3 separate regions of the Sus scrofa genome follow, and all the other regions are linked to region 2. The links are chromatin contacts, called in public Hi-C maps. All regions are on one chromosome and are shown on one strand. Each heading gives the region's core, a stretch centred on a gene start, on an enhancer-like site or on the middle of the called end of the contact. The rest is flanking DNA. Distances are from core to core; before and after follow the strand shown. Region 1 holds the start of CLYBL (citrate lyase subunit beta-like protein, mitochondrial). Region 2 holds the start of ZIC5 (zinc finger protein ZIC 5). Region 3 overlaps CLYBL (citrate lyase subunit beta-like protein, mitochondrial).

Region 1 (3,478 bases), core at 540-3,039, 320 kb after region 2:
GAGTATCTACATAAATCAAGCCGTGGCCACAGAGAGATGCACGGCTGGAGACAGGATGGGCAGGGAAGCATCAGGGACAGCACTGTAAAGGGGCAACTGTTGGAGGGTTGGGAAGAAGGGTCAACACCAGCCTACGGGCAATGGTGCTGAGACCAAAAACAGAAGAAAAAAGCCTCCAGAAGCAGGTCCGATGGCCTGGAGTTGAAATGCAAACCAACTGGGGTAGAAATTAAGGCATCCCTAGGCGGGCCTTTTAGGTTGGCCTTCAGCTTATTTACTTTTCCCAGCCCCATGCGTTCTGAAGGCGCCAGGACCCACAGGACTTGACCTGGATGCAGGCCTGCATGAAAGCCTGCTGCCAGGGGCTGGGTGCGGTGTATGGGTATACTGAAAATTAACCAGTGTGCCTAGGGAGGTGAAGAGCATCGTGGGCTGAGCCCCAGGAGCCTCAAAAGTAGGTGACTGGGTGTGGCCACTGGACCCACTGTTGAACACACCACAAAAGCGGGCCCCTTCACAGTCCAGAAAAGGGACCTTCTGCAAGGGTCTGGGTATACCCCTTCGGGAGCTCCTCTGGCCCAGGGGTGATCCCATTACCAGGCCCAGGTCTAGGAAATGGGAAAATGGGAAGCGTAAGACTGAGCAGGCCCTGGCAGGGACACCATCGATTCAGGAAACACAGAGCAAGCAGATGTTCCACACCAGAAGCAAAGGATTTGGTTTCTGAACTCTCCTGTTTTGAGAGTCATGTACCTTCTCTGAGAGTCGGTTTCTTCATCTTTAGAGACGGGTCACCCAGCTCCTTCACATGGTAGTCAGGGAATAGAATCATGTGTGTGCATGACACGGGCAAACAAGCTAGTCTCGACCAGCGGTTCTCAAAGTGTGATCTGAGGACACCTGAGGGTCCCAGAGACCCTTTTAGAGGGTCTGCAAAGTCTTCCCTTTTCTAACTAATGTGTGCAGGAGCCTGGAATTTTTTAGTAAACTTCTTCCAAAACAGCTGATATGAGATTCCAATTGTCCTTTATTACACTGAAGAGATATTCAAAAATATACAACCATGCCACTCTTCTCATTTTTCGGAAAATATATTTGTCATTAAAGATGCCATTTGTGTTAAATACAAATGGGTTTGCTATTTTTAAATGAGTAGTTTAAAATTTTGTCTTTCATTCCCCATGCTGTAAAAATGAACAAATATAAGCAAAAACTCTTCAGGGGTCCTCGTAACTTCTCAGTGTATAAAGGGGTCCTGAGAGCACACAGTTTGGGAACCGCGGTGCTGACAACTAGGGGGAAGATGGCATCATCAGGCCAGCCTGATAATTTCAGGCTCCCTTTAATAAAACACCCACACGTTCATGGTTTCCATTTGTGGGGAGACTAGCTTTTTTTCTGGGTCTGAGAAATCCAATGTTTGCACCCATTTTCCGGGCCCAAGCAAAGGCCGGCCCCCAGGGAGGCACAGTCCGTGGGAGAGACCCTCGCGGGCCGTCGGCGACCCTGGCTGAGGTCGAGCCCGCGCGCGGGAGGCGCACGGTGCTCGTGGCCCGCGGGAGTTCCCTCCAGGGACGCGGAAGGCCGCGCTCAGCCCGAAACGCTGAGCCGGGCACCGACCCTGGGCGAGCTCGGCCGGGTGGCGAGGGGACTAGGGACCTGCACTCACAGCCTTGGCAGCGCCGCCGCGGCCGCCGCTCCACGCGCCGCCCTCCTCAGCAGACGCAGCGCCATCTTCTCAACGCGCGCCCCGCCCCCGCCAAGTCCGTCTCCACTTCGCCCCGCCCTCGGGGCCACGCCCCCACGTCGCCACGCCCCAGGATACCCCTACTTCGCCCCGCCCCGCGCACGGCCCGCTTCGACCTCGTTTCCCAAGCTGCCTGCCCCGCCCCCCGCAAGCCACGCCCTCCCGCTCTGCGCACCTGCCAACTCGAGCGCTCAGACCTTCCAGGAATGTAACGCGGGGCAGAGTGGAGTCCAAGTGGATGGCTTCTTCTCGAGCATTTTTTTTTTTTTTTTTTTTGGTGACTGAATCCAACCCTTCCCATTCTTCTGGGTTTTTTTTAGGACGGCTTTCGAGAGACCTTGCATTTTCCCAGCCAGACCTGGCCAATTTTTCTAGAGATTTTTCTGTTGTTTTTGTTAAAAGACTACCTAACAAACTTTGTGAGCCTCACCATGTGCGTGCCTCGGTTAACATTTAATCCGTCCAGGGACGGACATGCCTGTAATAGGATCAGAATAGCCGTTGCCGGCAGCTTTCTGGGCTAGAGAAGTGCTTGTTGAGGACGTGGGCAGCAAACACAACTCTTCAGCCCAGGTCCTTCCTGCCAGTCTGTCAGCAAATACAACCCCTCCGTCTTCACAGTTAGGAGAATGATAAGATATTAAAACGGAGCTTTCCAGATGTGCGACTTAGAGCAAATTTCTTAAGCTCTCCATGCTTCAGTTTCCTCCTATAAGACGGTAATGGAAACAGTACTCACCTCACAGGGTTGCTATTAGGCTAAATTGAGTCAATATATATAAAGAGCTTAAAACTTCACCTAGCCCAGAGCTTGTGCTCAGCAATGTTAATTACTTATTAGTATTATCATCATCACACCAATTCCTTTCTTAAAACTCTGGCGACTTCCAGTGAAAAGCGTTAAAATAAAAAACAAATGGAGACCAACCCTGAAAATTCTGTGAGCAGACAAACAATGTCATCATACAAGCAACGTCTGATTTAGCTTATTTCGCAAGACAGCTCAACCTAGGTCATTTCTTGCTTATGCCTCTGGAAATCATACCCAAACCTTGAACTATTTCCCAAGGTTGAAATGAGGTAACCACTGACTAGTTCCCTATCATTTAAGAAAATTCTAATATAACCAATCACTGTGAAGAATAAACAATCACTTCCTTCTCACTAAATAAACTGCTTATAACAATATATCCCTGAGCCTTGTTCCATGTTTCAGTTTGAGCTCCCAGTTTGCAAAATGTCTTTTTGGTATGTGCACAATAAGATTTTGCTAATTACTACTTTGGTGATTCATTGATTTTACTTCTGTTATTATGAACTTTGGACAGAAGCAGTTAGAGTAAAACCCCAATTTTTCATCTGAAGTCCTTACTCTATCTGGCCCCTGCCCGTCTCTGCAACAGGCCATCCATCTTCTCTCTGTGCAGTTATTTCTTGAGTTTGATAAGCCCTCTCCCACTTAAGGGCCTTCACACATGCTGTTTCCTATACCCACAATGCATATGTCTACACCCGTCTCAGCATCCTGGACATTGACCCTACTGCCACCTGCTCAAAGGGCCCGCACGGACAATGCATAGCATCCCCCAGTCTAGTTCACTGGCACAGCCATCTGATCATTTCCATCACAGCCCCCATCACCATGTTTATCTATTGATTTGTGAATTTACTTTTTTTTTTTTTTTTACGATTTTTATCTTTGGAGTTCCTGTTGTGGTGCCGCAGAAATGA
Region 2 (3,261 bases), core at 349-2,848:
AATGACATTCCCAAGGCTCACAGGGAAATTCCCTGTTAAACATGGGTCACATCGGTGGAAATCGGGCTATCAAATCAGCTCTTTTTGGAAAACATTTGTTACCACTTCTCAGGGCGAGCTTCCAGAAGATGGCTTTATGTACTTTTTTTTTTTTAAACTTGGACGGCAAAACGAATTAAGCTGCTAACGTGTTTTACTCTATCCCAGAAGAAAAATCCCCATGTTTAAGTCCCTTTTTTCAAATAATTTTATGTAGGGTACAAAATAAAAATTGAAACCCTTGATTTTAATTTTTGCATATCATGGAACATGGCAAAATTTTAAGATGTTTTCCTTTTAAATGCTGAAGTGACACTTTGGGGCAGTAAGATCCCTAAAGTTGCAGGAATGTCACATTTCTCCACCCCCACTCCACCCGTGACACAAGAACCTTTCTCTTTTTAAAAAAGACTTGATAGTATATTGCTTGAAAGGGAAGAGTCTCATTAAAAAACAAAAACAAAAACAAAACAAAACTAGCTTTTATCGTTTTCAAGTAAGACATAGCTCAGCTAGATGAGTTTATTAGGAAACAGTAATAGGATAAAAGATTATTCTACTAGCAAGTAAATCGCAAATATTGCTTGATTTTAAATACTTATTTTATTGGATCAATTCTAATCCGTGGTCCTTGCAAAGAAACTGAGGCACACGCGTGGAGGGCGTTCTCGACTGGAAGAACTTCTGCTTAAAGGGTATCATTTATTTAGCTGCTTTCCTCTGGAGAGATGCTGTTTGGCCTGCCCTGCCACCGTATCTCCGAGAGGCAAAAGTTAGAATCGCTGCCCGATGTTTTTTCCCCCGGTAGACCTAATTGGAAGTGGCAGATCTAGAACCGAGGAGCAGTGAGATTACACTTCGAGCTAACTCTTTTGAACCATGTTGAAAAGGATTCCATGAGCTAAAAAAGTGGAGGTAAAACAGTTGCTTTCGGGAAAGATTTATTTTGACTTCACTCGGTGGGTTTTGCAACCAATAGGATTTTAATATCCTTGCTCATTCCATCTACTGTCAGTGCGCCCTATACGAACGCTGAGCAGACGGAGTGTCCTTCCCAAATAAGTTTCCAGCACCACCTCTACAAGTACGAAGGCGCGCCTACATCTGTTCAACCTCTTCCCCGAGGGAGCAGCCCAGAGCTCATCCCAGGGAGGAGACAGAAAGCGGGAGGATGCTGGAAGGGACGCTGCACGCAGGGAGCGGAGGTTTTTGAAGTTCGGGGCTCACCCGCCCGGTCTTTGCCCCCCCGGGGGGGCCCAGCCCAGAGCCTCCGGCGCCCTTCTGCCGCGTGCCGGCGCACGCTCTCCTCTCCTCAAGGCGCGTCATGGGAGCGCTGCGCGCGCAGGCCGAGAGCAAAGTTTCTGCAAGTGCAACTTGGGCATCCCCGGGGAGGCGGGGACGCAGGGCTCCGGGGGAGGAGGGGGCGCAAAGCAAAGGCAGGAGGCGGCAGCGAGCACAGGGGCGGATCCCCGCTGGGCCGCGGGCCTGAAAGGGAGCCAATCGGGCAACTGCGGCGGCTGCCAATCACACGGCTCCCTCCAATCCCACCCTTGCCATTTCCAAAATCTCGGTCCCACTGTGCAGCTCAAATGTGGTGTTCGCTCTGCCAATCGCTGGAGGACAGAGTGGGAACCGGAATAAGCAGAGTTAGGAGGCCAGGACAAAGAAGTTAAAGAGCGCCTAACATACATGTTTTTGAGGGCGGGCCGAGGGAAAAAAGTACCCCCAGTGAGGGTCTATGGGTCTGATTGTGTAGTTGTGATGGAGCCCCCTTTGAGCAAGAGGAACACGCCAGCGCTGAGATTAGCGGATTTGGCAACGGCTCAGGCCAGGCCGCTTCAGAACATGACTGGCTTCCCGGCGCTGGCCAGCCCGTCCGCCCACTCCCAACTCCGCGCCACAGCCGCGCACCTCCGCCCTCGGGACCTGGGCGCTGACCCCGGCGTGGCCATCACTCCGCTCGGACCCGAGCACATGGCCCAGGCGAGCGCGCTCGGCCTCAGCCCTCCCTCCCAGGCGCTCCCGGCCCAGCCCGAGGCCCCAGCGGCCGCGGCCCGCGCTGCAGCCTCGGTCGCGCACCCCGGCGCCGGCACCTACCCTGGCGGCGGGGGCAGCAGCAGCGTGCAATCCTCCGCGCCCCCGCCCCCAGCCCCTCCTCTTCCTCCCTCCCCTTCACCCCCTTCCCCTCCCTCTCCCTCCCCCTCTCCCCCTCCTCCTGCCCTCTCCGGCTACACCACCAACAGTGGCGGCGGCGGCAGCAGCGGCAAAGGCCACAGCAGGGACTTCGTCCTCCGGAGGGACCTTTCCGCCACGGCCCCCGCGGCGGCCATGCACGGGGCCCCGCTCGGAGGGGAGCAGCGGTCCGGCACCGGCTCCCCCCAGCACTCGGCCCCGCCTCCCCACTCGGCCGGCATGTTCATCTCGGCCAGCGGCACCTACGCTGGCCCGGACGGCAGCGGCGGCGGGGGCCCGGCGCTCTTCCCCGCGCTGCACGACCCGCCGGGAGGCCCCGGCGGCCACCCGCACCCGCTCAACGGCCAGATGCGCCTGGGGCTGGCGGCCGCAGCGGCAGCCGCGGCCGCTGAGCTGTATGGCCGCGCGGAGCCGCCCTTCGCGCCGCGCTCTGGGGATGCGCACTACGGGGCTGTGGCGGCCGCTGCAGCCGCCGCCCTCCATGGCTACGGAGCCGTGAACTTAAACCTGAACCTGGCGGCGGCGGCTGCTGCTGCGGCGGCCGGACCGGGGCCCCACCTGCAACACCACGCGCCGCCCCCGGCGCCGCCGCCGCCGGCGCCCGCGCAGCACCCGCACCAGCACCACCCCCACCTCCCAGGGGCGGCCGGGGCCTTCCTGCGCTACATGCGGCAGCCAATCAAGCAGGAGCTCATCTGCAAGTGGATCGACCCCGACGAGCTGGCCGGGCCGCCGCCGCCGCCGCCACCGCCACCGCCCCCGGCCGGCGGCGCCAAGCCCTGCTCCAAAACTTTCGGCACCATGCACGAGCTGGTGAACCACGTCACGGTGGAGCACGTGGGCGGCCCCGAGCAAAGCAGCCACGTCTGCTTCTGGGAAGACTGTCCGCGCGAGGGCAAGCCCTTCAAGGCCAAATATAAGCTCATCAACCATATCCGCGTGCACACCGGCGAGAAGCCCTTCCCCTGCCCTTTCCCGGGCTGCGGCAAGGTCTTCGCGCGCTCCGAGAACCTCAAGATCCATAAGCGC
Region 3 (3,390 bases), core at 606-3,105, 260 kb after region 2:
GTGTGGCCTTATTATCAAGTTTTTAAAACCCAGGCGATGGTAATGCCCAGGAACCAGCCCTGTGGTTCTTCTAGCAGAGGGACTGCAGTCACTGCCCAGTCGGGTACAGCAGGGCCCTACGCACAGAGCGGCCGCTTTATTTCCACGTAGCAATTGTTTATGCCGCCAAGCAGGTTGTGGATAGAATCCTAGCGATTTTAATTGGCTTCTGGTGACTACTCCTACCTAGTACCTTTAAAATATTATCTCCCTTACGATGGAAAAATACAACTATGCTAATACAGGACAGTTCCAACAGCATGCATTAATTTTTAAAATACTCTGGGATGTTTTTAGATTTCGTTCCAACAAAGAATAAGGCGAATAAATGACTTCTGCCAACTTCAGCAACCAAACAATGGAAAACAAGACTCCACCAACAAATAAAGAGGGGGGTGTCAAAAAATTCGGGCCAGCCTTTTTGCATATGTAGTGAAACCAAAGGCGCTTCCCCAGAAGGTATTGAAATGCGTAGATAAGAACACAAAAGGCCCTGAAGTGGTTTTGAGGGTCACAATTTGCCATTAAAGACAGCAGATGGAAACCTGTGAAAGTCCACTTAAGCGAACTCTAGAAAGCTCCAGCATAAAATAAAATCGAGAGTGACGGACAAGTTAGGATATTCTGACGATTCTAGCGTTTTATTTTTAATTGCACTCTCAGTTTGTCAGAACAGAAATACCTATATTTAAACTTAGAGGAATGAGCTGGAGGGGGGAACACTGTTTATAACCCCATCTGTCAAAAATTAAAATGCAGGGTGAATGGTATGCAACTAAGTACCAGCAAAAAGCAAATATTGGTTATATTTAGGAAAGAGCCTAAGAACAGATGTTATATAAAAAGTTAGACCTTTTACTTGAAAAAATACTACACACGACTAGTTCTTTGCCACTGGGGGGAAAAAAAACAAATCTCTTTTAATTATGTAAAGAGTGAAGAGAAGGTAGGATCCTTTACCTTTGAATACTAAATTAGGAAACAGCAGCATCAAAGGCGGGCTTGATCTGTTCTGCCTGAAAAATTAATAGGCTTGACAAGACCTTACACTATCTTCTCAAGCTGCAAAAAAAGAGGCTCTAGTGACACCAACAGTCCCGGGAACAAAATGCAGCTGTGGAGGGTGGAGGAGGGTCTGGGCTTGGGGGAGGGCTTTTTCTGTTTGGGGGGGGGGGGTTTTTCTTTCCTCCCCACCGATCGAGCCTTCAGCCACAACCCTGCGGGAGGATCTGCTGGGCGCGCTCCCCGCTTCTCCAGGTGGCCCCCGCCCCACCGCCGGCGCTGAAGGGGACAGGGCCTGCGGCTACAGCAGGCCCGGCTGGGAGGCCTGGCCACCCGAACCCCGCAGTTTCAAAGGGCAGGGAGTTGAAAGGAGGGGAGGACCTCGAGAGGGGCAGGGATGCCGAGGAAAGCCCTCAGCGCGGCATTCCTCGGTGGCTTCAGATCTCCACGCTTGTTTTCTTTCCCCTCTTCCCTCCTGGAAGGGTGAGGCGGGAACCAGCACTTCAAAGGGGCAACTTTCTGGGTCTGCGTGTGGAAGGATGTGTTAGCCGGCTCCGGCTCTTCCCGTCCGCATGATCAACACTGGAGGTTGTTAGCATTATTGACAAAAATGATCTTTCCCAAAGAAAGCCACCTTGCCAAAGTCGGCTGGGTCGCTTGCTGATGAAGCTGTTGGCGGGGGAGAGGGTGCGGAGGGTGACAGCACAATCGCTGGGCCCTGGCGGGGGCCCCATCGCAGAAAGGCAAGGCACACCGGTGTAGAGCAGGGGCGGCCTTCTGCTGCACAGCAAACTCTCATCCTCGTCTTGGCCCACCACCTCGCTGCACCCCACTCCTGCGGCCCTGAGGAGGGAGGGCCTACAGGGGCCAGAGCCTCAGCGGAAAGGGGAGGGACGGAAAGCGATTGCCAATTCAATAGTAGGAAACCGAGCGTACGGGGCAGGATAAGGGGGACCACAGACTCGGGCTCCGCGCCTGGGACTGAGAGGAAACGTGGAGGTTCAAGGCAAGTGCCTCCTAATGAAACAAACTTGGCTTAGTTACTGGGAAACGCTGATAAAGAAACTAGCCCAAGACGACTATTTAAAGAAGAAGGAACGCCGAGCTGCTTAAAGCACTCAATAACAACCTTAATTGCTCAAAACAAAGCAGCTGAGTTTCAAGAGCGCTTAAGATGCCTTTCAGATGCAACTTGCAGCACAAAGCCCATGCAATATCATCTTAAAAGAAAAAAAAAATTTTTCAGAATCAAGGATCGAGTTAGAACTTTACCTTTTTAAAAAAGGCCTAATTTTTTTTCTATCCATCCCTTGTCCCCCCCTTCACAATTTGGTCAAAATTAGATAATTTACTATGATTTAACTAAAATCCATTAGTTTACTGCCTTTTAAAAAGTAAGGAGATGGAGACCCATATGCCTTAATCCCAAAAAGCTCAAAATCTGAATTTAAAAGAATAAAACATTCCTGAACAATTACATAGAAAGTCAAGAAGGATTTTTGAAGGAGCTATCAAAAGACAATATTTGTATAGAATTTAAGCATTAGCAGCTAGCCTGACACAGCAAAACCATTGTATTTTCCACCAGTTTTGTTTTGCTATATACAGCTGTGTTTTCACAGATGCAAAGCCATGTGTCTCCACCAAAAGGTCTAGCCTTCCCTTCAGATGTGAACGAAGATCAAAGGTTCAAACACAGAAATACAAGATCCTTTTCCCTTTGGAACATGTTTTTATTTTTCTGCAGTGGCTGCAAACCAGAATTTCCATCTGTTGTCCTTCTGCAGTGTACAGGTTAACCTTAACAGTGGGGCTCAGAGCACTGTTATCTCAGCTACGAAGCGCACAGATGAAGCACGTCTGCACGGACGGACGCTCCAAACGCTCCCCAAGATGTCCACACAGCTGAGAGAGAAGTGAACCAGGCAGGAGCAGAATCCATTTCAGTTGACAGACAGAAATGTGTTTCTTTACACAGCACAACAGATTACAGAACGTTCAGATGCAATTCTGCTTTTACACCACACGCACCTTGATAAAGACAACATCCATTGTGGCTTCCTGCCTATGCTTCCTCCCTCCTACCCCCAGACATTTTGCATTCGAATCTCAGCGTACGGAAATGCCCCCTTGATAGAAAATGATTGGATAAAATAAATTGCTAACCTTAAGTGATTTTTATTTCTTTACGAGTTACTCACCCATAATTTTTCATAGAAATATTTTAAAATATTTCTTTCACTTATCTTTTTTTAATGACTCTTTTCCTCTCAACTTCCCTTCCCTTTACTGACACCCTCAAAAATGACTGAAGAGAGCGACAAGTTATCCTGTGTTACCTACTCCAAA

What was found. A called contact is a pair of places that touch in the nucleus more often than the background predicts.
Region 1: a Hi-C map of undifferentiated spermatogonia shows a contact between it and region 2, with 1.9 times the contacts expected there. The contact joins the promoter of CLYBL here to the promoter of ZIC5 in region 2. A contact is called at or near these places in 2 of 47 Hi-C or Micro-C datasets (epiblast stem cells and undifferentiated spermatogonia).
Region 3: a contact with region 2 is called in a Hi-C map of epiblast stem cells, with 3 times the contacts expected there. The contact joins the enhancer-like site here to the promoter of ZIC5 in region 2. A contact is called at or near these places in 5 of 47 Hi-C or Micro-C datasets (brain, embryonic fibroblasts, epiblast stem cells and 2 more).

Annotation. Positions count from the first base shown.
Region 1 is chr11:68,506,139-68,509,616 of Sscrofa11.1, reverse strand. It overlaps CLYBL (citrate lyase subunit beta-like protein, mitochondrial), which reads right to left and starts at 1,789. Exons shown (of 9, transcript XM_021065861.1): 1 at 1,670-1,789. The coding sequence starts at 1,734.
Region 2 is chr11:68,828,809-68,832,069 of Sscrofa11.1, reverse strand. ZIC5 (zinc finger protein ZIC 5) reads left to right here and starts at 1,598. Exons shown (of 2, transcript XM_005653825.3): 1 at 1,598-3,261. The coding sequence starts at 1,729.
Region 3 is chr11:68,565,121-68,568,510 of Sscrofa11.1, reverse strand. All of the region lies in intron 1 of CLYBL (citrate lyase subunit beta-like protein, mitochondrial), which reads right to left. Among named protein-coding and RNA genes, the nearest start is that of CLYBL, 59 kb to the right of the region's middle. Within about 2 kb of position 1,855, at least 16 of the 83 cell types and tissues checked have an H3K27ac peak or open chromatin away from gene starts, as enhancers often do. A contact at or near this core is called in brain and epiblast stem cells, where this site is marked.